2 separate regions of the Capra hircus genome follow, and region 1 is linked to region 2. Evidence: chromatin contacts called from public Hi-C data. All regions are on one chromosome and are shown on one strand. The core of a region is the stretch at or near the end of the contact, and the rest is flanking DNA. Distances in the headings are between cores, read along the strand shown.

Region 1 (3,336 bases), core at 234-2,733, 74 kb after region 2:
GAGACACAGTGTGGGAACGTCTTTCTAAGAGATCTGGCTGCCCGCCCCTGGAGGGGGTGGTTTCCACCTCCGCATTAAGAAAGCAGCGTAACTGCAAAACTGTCTGTAAGCGAACCCCCACCCCCAGAGCCCAGACACCCCCACCCACAGAGCCCAGACACCCCCACCCCCAGAGCCCAGACACCCTCACCCAGAGCCCAGACACCCTCACCCAGAGCCCAGACACCCCCACCCCCAGAGCCCAGACACCCCCACTCCACCCAAGCCCATAGGAAGTGGGGGAAGGGGAGCTGTCAGACATTCAGGACCTTCGGGAAAGGCTCCCAAGTGTGTCAACAATGGCAGAGGTAGTTGGGGCCAAACAAAGGATCCTTCCAGGCTTATCTGGCCCAGGCCAGACCTTTCCCCTCAGCAGCACACCCCGCCCCCCGCCCCACTTCCCCCTTGCTTTTCTCCCACTGCTCTAACCAGAGGTTCCTCCCCAAGACTTGGGGAGGCAAAGGGAGGAAGTCTTGAGGTTTCCTTAGAAGGTGACAGCTGGGGGTTGGAGAAAGGGAAGATGTTAAAATTAAAAAAAAAGTCAGGCTGGCCTCTATCTGGTCACACATCCTGCCCTGAGAGTGACTGGAGGAGAGTCTGGCCAGGTAAGGCCGGTGGTACAGGGTACAGATTCCCGGGAAACCAGGAGGAGAAAAGGCAGCTGGGTCTTTAAAACTCCTTCAGCCTCAGGCTCAGTTCAGCTCAGTCGCTCAGTCGTGTCCGACTCTTTGCAACCCCACGGACTGCAACACGCCAGGCCTCCCTGTCCATCACCAATTCCCGGAGTTATTTCAAACTCATGTCCATTGAGTCAGTGATGCCATCCAACCATCTCATCCTCTGTCGTTCCCTTCTCCTGCCTTCAATCTTTCCCAGCATCAGGGTCTTTTCAAATGAGTCAGTTCTTCACATCAGGTGGTCAAAGTATTGGAGTTTCAGCTTCAACATCCTTCCAATGAATATTCAGGACTGATCTCCTTTAGGATGGACTGATTGGATCTCCTTGCAGTCCAAGGGACTCTCAAGAGTCTTCTCCAACACCACAGTTCAAAAGCATCAATTCTTTGGTGCTCAGCTTTCTTTATAGTCCAGCTCTCACATCCATACATGACCACTGGGAAAACCATAGCTTTGACGAGACGGATTTTGTTGGCAAAGTAATGTCTCTGCTTTTCAACATGCTGTCAGCCTCAGGCTCAGCAACCTGTAACAGTACATTGCCCTGAGTTTGTCAGAATGTGTAGGCTTTGGGAGCAAGCCGTGTGTGTGCGTGTGCATGTGCGTGCGTGCGTGCGTGCGTGTGTGTTTAGGGGACAGCGTGGGGTGGCAACTGGTTCTTCTTGTTGCTGGACAGCTTGCCGTGAGGGGCCCATTGCTGTCTAGAGGAATCAGAACTTCCCCCGCCTTTGATTTGAGCATCTTGGTGTGGCAATGGCTCCACCTGATGGCCATGCTGAGCGCCTACCACTCAGTTTCGTTCTATTGCCTCCATGTTGGGTTTCTCTCCCCTGCAGCCCCGCCCTTCAAACAGCCTAGTCCAGAGGATTCCACACCTGAAGCTCATTTAATTATAGACTGTGACGATTGGAGGGCACTTGAAAGATATTTTCAAGTCAACAACCTATGGCATAGTTACAAACTGAGGCCCTGAGAGGGGAGGTAGCTTGCCCGGATGACCTGGAATTCAGAAGTCCTGAATCCAAAGCTTTCCCCACTCTTGTGCTGGGACCTCAGGGTTCCTGCAGTTGGATGTCCTGAAGCTGGTGAGGGCAGGGTCAGGATAGGTCTGGGGCTTTGTGTCTGGGGCATTTCCTCAGAGGGTGCTTTCTCAGGTCTGGGTAGCCAAGCAAGTCCCCTGACCTTGGTTCCCTCTGCTCTGCCTGCAGTCAGCCCTGGAGAATTAACCTTGGACTGTGGAAAAATGTACCTAGGTGTATCTTCTGCTAAATTTTCATTTCATGGAAAAAGAGGACTGTCCCCCTAAGTCTGGATATATGTGTTGGTGACAGAGTGGCCCCCTGGTTTTCAGAACACATATACAGAAATAAACTGCACAATAAAGGTAATGTGCTTGAACCATCCCCAAACCATTCCTCTTCCTCAGCCTGTGGGAAAATTGTCTTCTGCAAAACTGGAAGGGTTGGGGCCCATTAGACTGTAGAGATGGGATCAAGAATGGTCACCCCTGGGAGCAGGGCAATAATAGTGGCAGTAGGGAGACGAAGTGGAATTCAAAAGGACATTTTGAAGGTAGAGTAGGTAGGACTTGCTCCATCATTTATTCCTTCAAGTGATAATAACAATAATCATGGCTAACATTTATTGAATACTGGCTGTATCAAAATTGAGATGCCACATCAAAATTTAAATAGTGTATTTTTGGTTTAGTAGCCACAGAACCCCTATGAAGTAGGTTCTATGATCTCAGAAAAAGAAATGAAAACTCCCTGAGAGTAACAAGGGCCTATGCTAGGGACTCGGAGGCAGAGGCAAAGATGAACACGACGTGAGTTTGAACTCACGGATCTTTCTTGGCCATGCAGTGCCGCCTACTGGTGGGATCCTAGTGCCCCGCCCGGGATCAAACCCGCGCCCCCGCCTGCAGTGGAAGCATGGAGTCTTAACAGCTGGACTGCCAGGGAGTCTCAAACGCACAGAGTTTTAAATCTTGGGGCTAATACAAGTGCACTCAAACAAACACATAAAAACAAAGAGAGAAGTTCCCTGGCAGTCCGGTGATTAAGAACCCGCCTGCCAATGCCGGGGGACATGGCTTCAATCCCTGACCCAGGAAGATTCCTCATGCCACGGGGCAACTAAGCCCACGCGCCCAAACTACTAAGTGGGGCTCTAGAGTCCATGAGCCTCAGCTGCTGAGCCCACAGGCCCCAACTACGGAAGCCCTGGGCTCCGAAACTAGAGCAGCCACCGCAACGACAAGCCCTGGCACCAGAACAAGGAGTGGGTCCTGCCCGCTGCCGCTTGACCAAGTCGGCGCGTAGCAACGAAGACGCAGCGCAGCCAAAAAAACAAACGTGCGGCAGAGAGGGAGAAGTAACCGAGAAAAGATGGCTGGGAATGTCTGAGGCGATGGAAACGCATACATACGTGTATGTGGAGATGGGGATATAGGGAGGTAAAAGGTCCTTTCAGAACACTGTCTTCTGGGCCTTCCCTGGCGGTCTAAGGGTTAAGACTCTGCTTGACCACTGCAGCGTCTGCGGAGTCTACCCCTGGTCGGGGGACTAGTATCTCACCAGCCCCATTGTGCTGCCAAAAAAGAAAAAAAAAATACTG
Region 2 (3,630 bases), core at 498-2,997:
CATCATAAAGAGTCACGTGGTGACTCTTCCAAACTCATGTTCTGTCCCTCGCATTGTTATGGGCGCCTCCATCACCAGGCCTCTGATAACCTATGGGGAAGCAGGTGAGATGGGGTTACATCGTAAACCACAGATCCCTGCAGCCAGGATGAATCTTCAGAAATTAGATACAAGAAATGCCCTAGCCTGGAAGGCATGACTTCCCCCAAAGTGGCAAAACCTTGGCAAGTGCATACCTTCATGCCTGAAGCTGCTTTCCCCCCACCAACTCCAGGCACAGACTCAGCAGTGGGAAGAACATGAAAATGGAGGGAAGCCCTTAGGAAGCCGTTTCCCAGCACATAGCCTAGAAACACAGGTGGAACTGAGCATGGGCGGAGGCCAGTAACGCTTTTTTGTAATTAATCTTGGAATTTCCAAGGAGAGAAAACACACTGCAAACTGACTCCCGGAGAAAAGCACAAGGAGGGATCATAGAAGATTAAGGACAATTCAGGCTCAGGGAGGACCTGGCCTGCCTAGCTAGCTGGCAACGACGAACTCCAAGAGAGCTAACTGTGCACAGCGTGGTTGCCTAAGTGGACTTGGGCACACAACGATCACTGTCCTGTGGGGGTTCACTCTCCACAGCTAAGCCCCCCTTGTGGGATGCCCTTCAGACATCGTTATGACTGGACAAGTCCCCAGCAGCTCTTCCATCTTCACTCCCACCTTGCAGAAAGCTTGCCTCTCTGGAATTGTTCTTAGTCCACACGCATTATGTCTTTGTGGGGTGGGCAAAGGGGAGCGTCAGCCCCAGTTCATAGACCTAGGGGGTGGAATTTAAGGGCTGGCCAGGGTTTTTCCAGTAGTCATGTAGGGATGTGAGAGTTAGACCATAAAGAAGGCGGAGCGCTGAAGAAGTGATGCTTTTGAACTGTGGTGTTGGAGAAGACTCTTGAGAGCCCCTTGGACTTCAAGGAGATCAAACCAGTCCACCCTAAAGGAAATCAGTCCTTAATATTCATTGGAAGGACTGATGCTGAGACTGAAGCTCCAATACTTTGGCCATTTGATGCGAAGAACTGACTCATTGGAAAAGACCCCGATGCTAGGAAAAACAGAGGCAGGAGGATAAGGGGATGATAGAGGATGAGATCGTTGAATAGCATCACTGACTCCATGGACATGAGTTTGAGCAAACTCCAGGAGATAGTGAAGGACAGGGAGGCCTGGCGCGCTGCAGTCCACGGGGTCGCAAAGAGTCGGGCACGACTGAGCGACTGAACAACAACAGGCTAGTCACTTCTAAGTCTTGACCCCGCCCCACCGCACCCCGCTGCCTCCCTCGTCCTCCCCCAGAGCCTCGCTCAAGGTCAGGGAGGAGGGAGCGGTGGTTCCCAGCACTGCGGTCACCTGACATGTACTTTACAGGCTGTTGACTCCCAAACAATACAGTCCATGCTGATCTGCAGAGTATCTTCCGCCTAGTTTTCCAGTAAACTGTTCCCACCGAACAAACACGCAGTCTCCCGGTCCCCGCGCGGACCTGGAAAAACACAGCGCTTGGCTGGGCTCCCGGCCTGGGGTTCGCCTGCCATCCGCTCCCGGCCAGCGCCGGCCGCATATGGACGCACGCGGGGTGCCCTGGTGCCCAGCTTCCACTGGGGGGCGCCCGCGGGCCGCGGGAGCGCCGGCCGCTCGCGCCCCGTCTCCCGGGCGCGCCCGGCCCGCGCCTGCGCACACCCGAGGCCGCCCCGGGCCCCGCGCCCGGGAGCCGCGCTTCCGGCGGCCTTGGCTGTGGAGGTTACCCCGGGCCACTCTCCCGGGAGGGCTGGCTCTGAGGTCCGCGAGCGGGAACGCAGGGCCGGTGTCCGCCCTGCGGAGACCCGGCGGCCGTGTTCCGAGGCCCCAGGGGCGCGATCAGAGGCGGCGGCCTGCGGTGGCGAGGGGGGCTTTTAGGAAGAATTATTCTTCCTGAATTTAGGAAGCAGCCGCTGCTCCTTAAATCCCGGAGCCGCTCTCTTCCACGGCTTTGGCCGCCCGGCTGGCCTCGCGACGTTGCGTCCTCGGGTCCACCGACCGCCTGTCAGCTCCAAGCCGAGCAAGGCCGCCTCGATTTTCAGAAGTCGCACCGACCGGGCAGGGGAGGCCTGGGGCGAGGGCGACTGGCGCGTCCATGGTACAGAGACAGCCGCAGGAACGGAGGGGCCGACGGGCCAGTTGGACTTACTGCTCACCGAGTCCCAAGGTCAGAGCGGGGAACGACGCCAGGAATCAGCCAGACACCGATGGGAGAACTGGGAGAGCACGTTGTCCAAGGTCACTGAGTTTGCTGGCAAGGAGCAAACCTTACCGTGTGAGCCCTTAGTTTCAGTTCAGTCACTCAGTCGTGCCCGACTGTTTGCGATCCCATGGACTGCAGCACGCCAGGCCTCGCTGTCCATCACCAACTCCGGAGTTTGCTCAAACTCTTGTTCATCGCGTCGGTGATAGCATGCAACCATCTCATCCTCTGCCGTCCCCTTCTCTCGCCTTCAGTCTTTCCCAGCATCAGGGTCTTTTCCAGTGAGTCAGTTCTTGGGACCCTGTAATGGTTCCCCTAGCTCTTGGGAGAAGGTTCGAGCTCCTTCAAAGGGCCTCAAGGCCCTGGGGCATCATCAGCCCCTGCTTACTCGGCAGCAGAGCCGCTCCCTTCGCCTCTCTTCATCTCTGGGCTTGGCCAGGTCCAGTGAGCCCAGCCTCCCGCAGCCCTAGTCTCTGCGGGCAACTCCTCCTTGTCTTCTAGCTCCAGGCTCACACGCCATTTCCTCTGGAAAGCTCTCCAGGCCTTCCCCTGTGCCTCACGCGCAGAGCCCTGTCCAACAGCGGGGCCAGATAGCCGGTGCCACACTTCCCTGCTTCTTTACCTGGAGTCCCCTTCCACCCTGAGACTGTGCCTGGGGCCGTGATACAGTGAAGTCACTCAGTCCTCTCCGACTCTTTTCGACCCCATGGACTGTAGCCTACCAGGCTTCTCCATCCATGGATGGGATTTTCCAGGCAAGAGTACTGGAGTGGGTTGCCATATCCTTCTCCAGGAGATCTTCCCAACCCAGGGATCGAACCCAGGTCTCCTGCATTGCAGGCAGACGTTTTACCACCTGAGCCATCAGGGAAGCCTTTGATAGGCACTCTATAAATACGGGATGAATGAATGAATGGGCAGAGCTCCTCCCATCTGGTTTCTGAACCTATGTACTTTTCAACATATTGCACACTGACCCTTTACTCTTGTAACTAAAGGCTTATGGCATGGAAGCACCCATGTTATGTGGCAAAACTGGGGAAATCAAGTCTCAGAACAAGAGCCAGTTCTTGAAAGAATACTGTGTTCCTTGCTTTTGCTTCCAAGAAGTAATTTTCAACATGGTGTTTTCCCTAGTGCTCTGAATGGTAATTTCTAACTTATTTTTGTTACTTCACTCAGAGAAATGATCTCACAAAACAGACTTCAAAACGTGTTCCTAGAATCTGACGGACTGTTTGAGGGACTCCATGTGCCCACTTCAATCAGAGCAGCACCATTTTTATTTTTTTATTTTCCAGGTAGTTCTTGTGGTAAAGAAAAGGAGCCAAGGTTTCTATTGATGCTTTAAGAATATTGAGAAA

The links. A called contact is a pair of places that touch in the nucleus more often than the background predicts.
Region 1: a contact with region 2 is called in a Hi-C map of blood, with 2.1 times the contacts expected there. The contact joins two enhancer-like sites. A contact is called at or near these places in 3 of 5 Hi-C or Micro-C datasets (blood and liver).

Annotation. Positions count from the first base shown.
Region 1 is chr16:74,094,543-74,097,878 of ARS1.2, forward strand. No RefSeq gene overlaps it. Among named protein-coding and RNA genes, the nearest start is that of CD34, 25 kb to the left of the region's middle. Within about 2 kb of position 1,484, at least 3 of the 5 cell types and tissues checked have an H3K27ac peak or open chromatin away from gene starts, as enhancers often do.
Region 2 is chr16:74,020,169-74,023,798 of ARS1.2, forward strand. No RefSeq gene overlaps it. Among named protein-coding and RNA genes, the nearest start is that of CD34, 49 kb to the right of the region's middle. Within about 2 kb of position 1,748, at least 4 of the 5 cell types and tissues checked have an H3K27ac peak or open chromatin away from gene starts, as enhancers often do.